2 separate regions of the Sus scrofa genome follow, and region 1 is linked to region 2. A link is a contact called in public promoter capture Hi-C data. All regions are on one chromosome and are shown on one strand. Each heading gives the region's core, a stretch centred on a gene start, on an enhancer-like site or on the middle of the called end of the contact. The rest is flanking DNA. Distances are from core to core; before and after follow the strand shown. Region 1 holds the start of EFCAB2 (EF-hand calcium-binding domain-containing protein 2). Region 2 holds the start of ADSS (adenylosuccinate synthase).

What was found. Promoter capture Hi-C pulls out the DNA fragments that hold promoters and counts their contacts.
Region 1: a contact with region 2 is called in a promoter capture Hi-C map of liver, with 4 times the contacts expected there. The contact joins the promoter of EFCAB2 here to the promoter of ADSS in region 2. A contact is called at or near these places in 2 of 5 promoter capture datasets (fetal liver and liver), 5 of 47 Hi-C or Micro-C datasets (heart right ventricle, liver and skeletal muscle) and 2 of 2 datasets of contacts at active chromatin or transcription factors (alveolar macrophages and skeletal muscle).

The regions. Positions count from the first base shown.
Region 1 is chr10:17,556,307-17,560,804 of Sscrofa11.1, forward strand. It overlaps EFCAB2 (EF-hand calcium-binding domain-containing protein 2), which reads left to right and starts at 1,918. Exons shown (of 6, transcript XM_005653792.3): 1 at 1,918-3,099. The coding sequence starts at 2,708.
Region 2 is chr10:17,257,169-17,261,965 of Sscrofa11.1, forward strand. ADSS (adenylosuccinate synthase) reads right to left here and starts at 1,973. Exons shown (of 13, transcript NM_001097508.1): 1 at 1,718-1,973. The coding sequence starts at 1,900. LOC110255648 (a long non-coding RNA gene) reads left to right here and starts at 474. Exons shown (of 2, transcript XR_002336233.1): 1 at 474-1,268; 2 at 1,608-4,344.

The DNA of each region.
Region 1 (4,498 bases), core at 668-3,167, 300 kb after region 2:
TTACACATTGGCGTAGGTGGCTTTTGTCACTTGGATGGTAATTTTTTTTTTTTCACTTTGTGGAAAGTTTTCCAGACTAATTATTTTTAGGACTAATCAGCCAATTAGTCAATTGAAAATATTAAGCTCCTAGTATGTGTCCCAAGTTGGGACAGATACTGTGTATATATAAAAGGTCTAGGAGTTCCCGTCGTGGCTCAGTGGTTAACGAATCCGACCAGGAACCATGAGGTTGTGGGTTCGGTCCCTGCCCTTGCTCAGTGGGTTAAGGATCCGGCGTTGCTGTGAGCTGTGGTGTAGGTTGCAGACAAGGCTCGGATCCCGCGTTGCTGTGGCTCTGGCGTAGGCCAGTGGCTACAGCTCCGATTCGACCCCTGGCTTGGGAACCTCTACATGCTGCGGGAGCGGCCCAAAGAAATAGAAAAAAAAAAAAAAAGGTCTATATGTTGGGCTCCAGTCTTCAAATCTAATTGGGGAGGGAGGGGTTAGTTAACATACATTAAGTATTTTTTTATCATTTAAATTAGAGAAACAATGTTGTCTTAAATGTGCTGTTGGCTTTCGGAGAAGTACAGATTAATGTGGCTTGAAATAATCTAAATAATAAAGTTTGTTTCCCATTAAGTCTTTGAGAAGACTAAATTTTGTCCTAATTTTATTTATTTATTTATTTTTTTGCTTTTTAGGACTGCACCTACAGCATATGAAGATTCCCAGGCTAGGGGTTGAATCGGAGCTACAGCTGCCGCCTACACCACAGAGAAATGCAGGATCCAAGCCGGGTCTGCAACCTACACCACAGCTCACGGCAACACCGGATTCTTAACCCGCTGAGCGAGGCCAGGGATCGAACTCCTGTCCTCATGGATACTAGTTGGGTTCGTTAATCACTGGGCAACGAAGGGAACTCCACTCCTGCCCTAATTTTAAAAACGTACATTATTTCTGGGAGTTCCTGTGTGGCTCAGTGGTAACAAACCCAACTAGGATGCATGAAGCTGCGGATTCGATCCCTGGCCTCAGTCATCAGGTTATGGATCTGGCATTGCTGTGAGCTGTGGTGTAGGTCACAGATTCAGCTCGGATACCATATTGCTGTGGCTGTGGAGTAGGGCGGCAGCGGAAGCTCCAATGTGACCACTAGCCTGGGAGCTTCCATATGCCTTGGGTCTGGCCCCAAAAAGAAAGAAAGAAAAAAAAAAGGCATTATTTCAAACATGGAGAAATTGTTCTAGGCACTGGGGATATATGGACAAATAAAGCACAACTTGTCCTCAAGAGCTTACCTTTGATAGGCGGAAAGAAATAAACAAAGTCATTGCAAATCACTGCAAGAGGATTTACCAGTAGGGCACCTCCAAGGAAAGGGTTGACAGGGAAAGCTTCAAGTACTTGACCTTCAGGGATGTCACTGACGACAGGGAGAGGACAAATGTGTGTCTGTGGGGGGGTGAATACTGGGAGGGGAGAGAGAGAGGAGGGAAAGGCATTCCAGAAAAAGAAAACTGAAAGCAGCGTCTGAGCCTGTAGGGAACCTGAAGCTGGGGTTTTCCACATTTATTTCAAAGACCTTCATCATCTATATGGAAAGAGGGGTCTTTTAAAACATATAACTAGACCATAATGACTATGAAATTTAAATATACATGCTAATGATTACTTTCCCCTATTTTTCAGCTGTTCACAATTATATCCCATGTATGTAAGAATCTATCTTCAGATACGAGCCATTTTGTGATGATTCAATTGTTTCTAGTCAATTTCAAAGGGAATGATCAGAGCACCACATGAATATCTTCTACAGAAAAAAATATTTTAACAAAGATTATTAGTCAACTTAAGGTTTTAAGGGATTACAGAACTAGAATAAAAGGAGCATAAAAACTCAGGTAATAAAACCGTTTGATATCTTATATTTTGAAGGCCTCTTAATATTTAGCTAACGGCTTATAAACATTCACATAAAATCACATAAATGAATACACAGATGCACTTAAAATCACCTAAAATTCGTTTTAAAATATATATATTCTCTTGAACTACACCATTAGGGATATTATTCAAAAATCATTTTCGAAAGAAAACATTCTAGTAAGCTTTCCCTTAAAAAGAGAAAAAATTTCCCATCATGCTACAGCTTCAAAGTTTCAGAAACGCTTGATTTCAAACTTTCCCTGGGTACCTTTAACGGGTGGTCTGGTCAAATTTCACACCTAAGCACATTTCCACCTACTAACGGTGAGCATAACAGGGGTACTTTTTTGTTGCTATGAGAACCTTCTATTTTGTATCCGAAATCGCAGCCTTGACAACGCAAATGTTTGCGCCTGTTTTACACATGTTTTTCGACTGCGATTCCGCTCCTCCTAGTAATAACAGCCTAATGGCTCTGGTTTCCTCCCGCGCCGGCCCAGTTTTCCGTCCCAGCTCCAGCTCTCGGCCGCCGCCTCTGGGAGCGGGAGGCGAGTCCTGGACGGGAGAAAACCGAGGGCAGGAGGTGGGGCAGGTCCGGCCCCTCCGTGGCCTGCGGACGCCAAGCGGAGGCGGCGGGATGGCGGGCTGCTTTTGTCATCCCTCGGGAGCTGAGCTCTGCACCCAGTTCTCCAGCTGCGTTTAAAAATCTGCAGTAGGAAAAAAAAAAAAAAAAAAAATCGAGCAACGCCAGGTCCAAAGAACTGGAGGGGAGGGGGAGTGCAGTGTGTCCGTGATGTCCCCAAATGATCAGAGACAAGAACAGGAGGGGTTCCAGGCTTTATTATTAAATACTTCCTCCAAGCCAGAGAAACCTGGGCTCAGGCCTCGGTTCTGGAAGGAGGAGGATGATGTGAGGGACGGGGCGCGGGGGGCGCGTCCAGGCTTCCGGCCTCCAGGGCGTCAGAGGGTCGTGGCGGGAACGGGGAGGGCGCGCGCTCGGAGCTTCCCCCCCACCCCCCGCTCCAGGGTCTTTTTCCCTTGGGATTCGGAGATGCCCATCCTCCGGGCTGGCCTCGCCGCGGGGCAGGAGGGGGCCGGGGCGCCGCGACCTCGCCTAGCGACCGGCCTCTCCCGGGCGACGGCGCCGCAACAAGATGGCGGACGACAGAGAGAGGGAAGGCACAGGTAAGAGGCGCCGCGGGAGCCCGGCCCTCACCGCCCGCCGCGACCCCGGGCCGCGCGGAGGAGCTCCGGCCGGGGTGGGTCTCCCTGCCTCTGGGGCCCCGCCCTCAGCGAGACGCAGACTCAGCCGCAGCCTGCCGCGCGCCCGGCAGGGGAGGGGAGGCCCCCTCCCCCGCTCCCGCCGGCTTCCCCGCCCCGCCGCTCCGCCCTCCCGCCCCCTCCGCCTCGCCCCTCCTCCGAGGCCGAGCCTCGCTTCCTGCGCGGGTTGGGGCCGCGGCTCCTCCGGAGGCGGCCGGGCCATAATGGCGTCCTTGTTCACGGTCTCAGGGACGCCGCCTCCAGGCCCTCGGCGAGGCTCTCGTGGCCGCAGGCGCCACGCCGGCAACCGCTCAGGCCGTGGGCCCCTGGGGCGGCCTGGGTGAGGACGGACCCGGCCGCCAGAGTCCGGGGGGCGCCTCCCCGGCCGCGCCGAAACCCCGCCCGGTCGGCTTGGCGGTCGCGGCCACCATTTTGCCTCCATAGCGGGGATGTGGGAGGACGGCCTCGAGGTCACCGCCGCTCCGTCGCACAGGCTTCCAAGTGCTGGTGCGCCCCCCGCGTGGTGGCTTGTCTTAAACAAACATCCTAAAACAGATTTAATAAAGAGGAAAGAGCCAACTCCAGCAGGGACCGGGGGGAGCCCCGCGCGCCGGCCGGGCCTCTGCGGCGGCACCAGCGGACCCAGTGCGCGCGGTCGCGGTCGCGGTCGCGGCGGGCAGAGGCGGGACTCGCCCTACCGGCGTCCTGTCGCCGGAGGGCTCGGAGGGATGGGTGTGTTTCGCCAGACTATTAACGTTGTTTTAATTCGGCGGTGTGATAAAAACCTGATCCTCGGTTACCATCCTCCGTTAATTTTGGTAATTGGGGGAACTCATTGCAAAAACATAAAAAAAAAAAAAAGCCACGAAACTGTAGAAGTAAACATCTTAGAAATGAAAATAACATTCCACCTTTGTTCTTCGGAGTGCTTGAAACATCATGTCAACATACCATTTTTCTCAGCGTGGAACCAAGTGAAATTGGATTAACAAGTAGTATTTACAAGTGTAGAAGGCAGCCTTAAGAATTAGTCACTTGTTATGGTGATCACAGAAAATCCGTGGAGGAACACGAAACTGTGCCAAAGATCTACCTACTGATAGCAGTAATACTATTTGATTTTTTTTTTTTACTGGTACCCTTAGTCTGAAAAGCCAGACTTACTTTACAGATGTTACCTTTCCTAAAATATCCTTATAATTTTATTGTGCTGCTTTAAAAGTATAAGGTACATCCTAAGAAAATAGTTTTTTATATTAGTTTTAAAACTTCCCCAGAAAACCAGTTGACTTCCTTTTATTTAAATTATTATTTACAAAAATGG
Region 2 (4,797 bases), core at 723-3,222:
GGTTAACGAATCCGACTAGGAACCATGAGGTTGCGGGTTCGATCCCTGCCCTTGCTCAGTGGGTTAACGATCCGGCGTTGCCGTGAGCTGTGGTGTAGGTTGCAGACGCGGCTCGGATCCCGAGTTGCTGTGGCTCTGGCGTAGGCCGGTGGCTACAGCTCTGATTGGACCCCTAGCCTGGGAACCTCCATATGCCGAGGGAGCGGCCCAAGATACAGCAAAAAGACAAAAAGACAAAAAAAAAAAAAAAAAAAAAAAAAAAAAAAAAGAAATGAGTGAAGTAAATAAACAGCCTCTCTCTCCTCCTACCCAGAAAGAATAAGGTGCCCCCATACTACTTTTTCCACAGCACAGCCAGATTCGATTTTAAGACAAAAGGAAGGTGAAGGCCAGCTTTCTGGAGCAGCTCCTAAGGCAGCGAGAGGCAGGAATTCAAAGGCAACCCTTTAAGGGTGTCATTAAGCAAGGTATGTGTGTGGCCTGAGGGGTGGAGAACTGGAAGGTGGTGGTGCTAAGAGGCCACTGGTGCCAACAGCTATCTTATCCAAGGAATGGACAGGGTGGATTTCTGCCTGCAAAAAAAACCAAAAAACAAAAAACAAGATTTTTGCATTTTTAACTTTTGCTGTACCTACGATTAGCTTTTCTGCAGGCTCAAATGGTGTTCCATTTTGGGTAGAAAACTAACACTCAAGTGGGCATAAAAACTTGTTAACATACACAGTGTCATCATGTTGTGTCATGTATGTTCAGGAGGAAGAAAGATTCTTGCAACCTAAACAGGGAGCAGGTAACTTCAGATATTACATTAGAATTTGTTTTGAAAGTGGTTATTGCTCAACTATTTCGATTTTTGAAATTGGTAATAGTTATTTAAGAGCCTTTACAAAGGCCTAGCCTCTAGGCTGCTTCAAAGCAAACGACAAATAGGAAGAAAGCTTACACTGGAAACCACGTGTCTCCCGGTAGGAAGTACATTACTATTCCATTTCCCGGGTTCGTTCTAGATGTGAGCCGTAACAATGTAAATATTTCTAAATACTGGATTTGACATCCGTGTATTTACTTGTCTCACCTGTAAAAGAGCTAGGATTCCCTCCTCTGGGACCAACAAGTAAAAATAATTTCCCGTTAGTATACCGGGTACAGAGGAAAAAAGAAAACGGGGCCATTAAACAGTTCTAACCCCGGAGGTGGGTTCTCGCGTCAACAAAGTGGACCGGAGGCGGCAAAGCTCTTCAAGCTCGGGGCCTGCAGGTGCAGGAGCGGTGAGTCTGGATTTCGGGGCAGTTCGGCCCACTTGGTCCCCCTGGGCGGGTGGGTGAGGATGGGGAAGGTTCTGCGGCCGCGCAGGGTCTCCGGCTCCGAGTCGGGGGCAGGCCTCGAGCGGTACATCCTCAAACTCAAAACCGTATCCCGCCTCCACCCTGACCCAGTCCCGGGTTTGAGCACTGGTCCCCAGACCGAAAACTGCAACTCTCCAGGCATCGCGCATCTCAAAGGCACCGCATCAACCTGCATTCTCTTCCAGAGCCTCCCCGAACCCTCAACCCAAGACCCCTCGTCAGGGGTCTCTGACCTCCCGCCATTTCTCCACTTCGCTGTAGGTCATAACATGAGGAGAGACCCGCAAGGTGACACCTTAGTTTGGACCGTAGATTGGAGTTCTGGGCCCCAGCTCCCGGGCTGGCTTCCCGTCTGAGCCCGGCCGACTCACCTGGCAGCGGCACACGATGTCGGCGTCTTGCGCCAGCAGATCCACCACCTTCCCCTTGCCTTCGTCGCCCCATTGCGCGCCGAGCACCACCGTCACCCGGTTGCCTCCAGGCCGCGCCCTGGGGCGGCCGCAGTCGCCGTTGGGCAAGGAGGATGCCGCCGGGTTGGTCTCGGCGAACGCCATGGCTCCAGAGACGCGAGGAGAGCCCGAAGGGGACGCGGGCGGTCGGGAGTGCGCGAACTGAACTGCTCTGCCGCCGCCAGCCACATGCAGAGGAAGAAGGAGCCAGAGCCAGCCCGCCCCTGCCCCTGCCCCGCCTGCCGGGTCGCCACCCTCCCGCCAGGCCCGCCCCGCCCCGCGTCCCCGCGGCCCTCTCGGGGAGGGGGGCACCAGGACCTCCCCGCGCACGCCGGCCGCGGCAGCACCGCCCCAGGAAAAGGATACGCCCCTTCCGCGACCGGGCGCGCCCCTCCAGTGCGAACCCGGCGAGCAGAAAGGGGAGGGGGCGTGGCTTCAAGCGTGCCTCAGCCTCGACGCCCCGCCCACTCGCCGGGGAAAGGCCGCTTTTCAAACTGGAGAGGCGCGGAAGTGCGTGCCGGGGCGTCGGACTACAACTCCCAAGCAGCGCTCTGGCTCAAGCGACGTATTCCGGTGATTTGGTGTCTGCCATCTGCAGGTTTCGGTCTCTGAATATGTTCATTTTTTTAAATCATCTTTTAATTTGTTTCTATTAAGGAATGAGATAATGTATACAAGATGCAAAGGGTGGAATTTAAAAGTACAAATGAGGTGAAGTTGGGACAAATTACAGACAGTATTGGAAAGTAAAGCTCTGCAAGTGAGAACAGAGATGGGGACCAGGATCAAAAAGGGCAAACTCCAAAGTAAGGCAGTCATGCAGAGGACATTAGTCCTGGAAACGTAGAGATCTAGTAGAGCCCGAAACCTTCTCATTTTACACTTTAGTAGCAAAGTCTCAGAGAGGGGGAGTCAATTACCAATGTCGCGTAATATGTGCCTGATACTGTAATGCATTTTTAATTCCCACAACCAAATGAGATAAGTAATATCTTATCCTTATTTTACAGGGTTTAAAAGTTAGCTAACTTCCTCTAAGGGGGGTTGAATTGGTACCTAAATGGTCTGAGTCCAGAGCCCAAGCCCTTTCTGTATATCGTGCTCCTCCATATACATCAGGTGCCGCTAGATTCCCAAGTATACTGTGAAAACAAATAGATCCCACTTTAAATGGCATCGGGAAGCCCAAAGGGGAAACTCTCGTGCAGATACCCCTCCTAGCAGACTGCATATCCAGAAGGAAGATAAGAATATAACTTCTTCTGTGGTAAGGGAGGACATTTTTCACATAGGAATTTTCATGGCCCTCTTTAAAAAAAAAAAAAAGGAACGCAGATTCCTCCCTGCCCCAGCACCAATACTGTAACCTTTGAAATCTTTTTGTCACTTTAGTTAAATGAATAATTAAATATCATTTCATGGGGTTCCCACTGTGGCCCAATGGGATTGGTGGTGTCTTGCAGTGCAGTTCAGGTTAGATCCCTGGCCCCACACAGTGGGTTAAAGGATCTGCCTTAGTGCAGCTGTGGTTGTAGGTCGAAACTGTGGCCTGGCAACTCCATATGCCACGGGATAGCCAAAAATGTATATATATATTATATATATGTAAGAAGAAAAAAATATTTCATAATGAACTCCATATGCCATGGGATAGCCAAAAGTATACATATATATTATATATATAATAAAAAATATTTCATAATGAACTCCATATGCCATGGGATAGCCAAAAGTATACATATATATTATATATATAAAATAAGAAAAAAATATTTCATAATGATCTGTGATTCAATTTAGTCATGTCCAAAAATTTGATATTTTTGAAAAACTTCCCCCAAATCACATTATAAATGAAGTCTTTTTGACCTTCAATTAACTTTGGGGTTTTTCTGGAGGGCTCCTGGAACATTTCAAAAGTTCTACCCTCACTCCTTATAAAAAGGGAGATATTAAATTAATTAGGTTATTTGGAAAATTACATGGGAAACATTGACAAATAGGAAATAATACTAAGCCTTCTTTAAGTTGCATCTATATAGGTATATGCTATAAATATTTCAGAAATTATATGACATTACTAGAAGTCTGATATGTCCTGGGATTAATCATTCAGAATTCATTCATAAAATAGTCTATGTCATAGAACTAACCAAATTCCCCAGTTAATTCCGCTATAATGAACTCATTGGATCTTTAATAATGGGCATTTAAGTCTTTTATCATTCACAGACAGTTGTTTTACTCTGACACGTTACAAAGTGTTTCTACAAAAATACTTCATCTTAAGGAGATTTGTGGAAAAGACCCTAACAAGTACTCTAGAATACAGGTTTTTGGTAACTTTAAGATCACAACACTGAACTGGGTAAAAATTTCTAAAACTTTAATGGAGAATTGACTCATAAAGCTGCTAACCCAAGGTCAAGATTAACAAGATTTACAGGAGACGAAATGAGAAAATGAGGATGATTGTAACTTATGATTTCTTGTGCTGGTTCCCTAATGTTTTACTTTTCTGAATGAAGTCTTTTTGAGGATGAATATAATTTTTTTGATTTCTTATGCTAGTCCCCTGATGTTTTACTTTTCCAGATTTAAGAAAACGTTGTCTCTTAAGTATGGATCTATGACTTCGAGCAATCCGATGAAATGTAAAGCAAAGATGAAACATTTATCTTTTTCTACCTAATTCCTTAAGAATTTGGAAACTCTTAAGTATTCTTTTCCCGACAATACTGTTAATTATTTATGTGCATTCAATTACAACCTGTTCTTACAACAGGATACAATTAGAAATATTGACTACTTTACCAAGGCTTTGACTCGAATGTCATATTTGAGAGAGAGCTACATAGACTCAGAAATGACCAGACAGTTTTTTTTTTTCTTGGCCGCACCGGTGGCAAGCAGAAGTTCCAGGGCCAGGGATAGAACCCATGTCAAAGAAGTGACAACGCTGGATCCTTAACCCACCACACCCCCTGGGAACTGCTGACCAG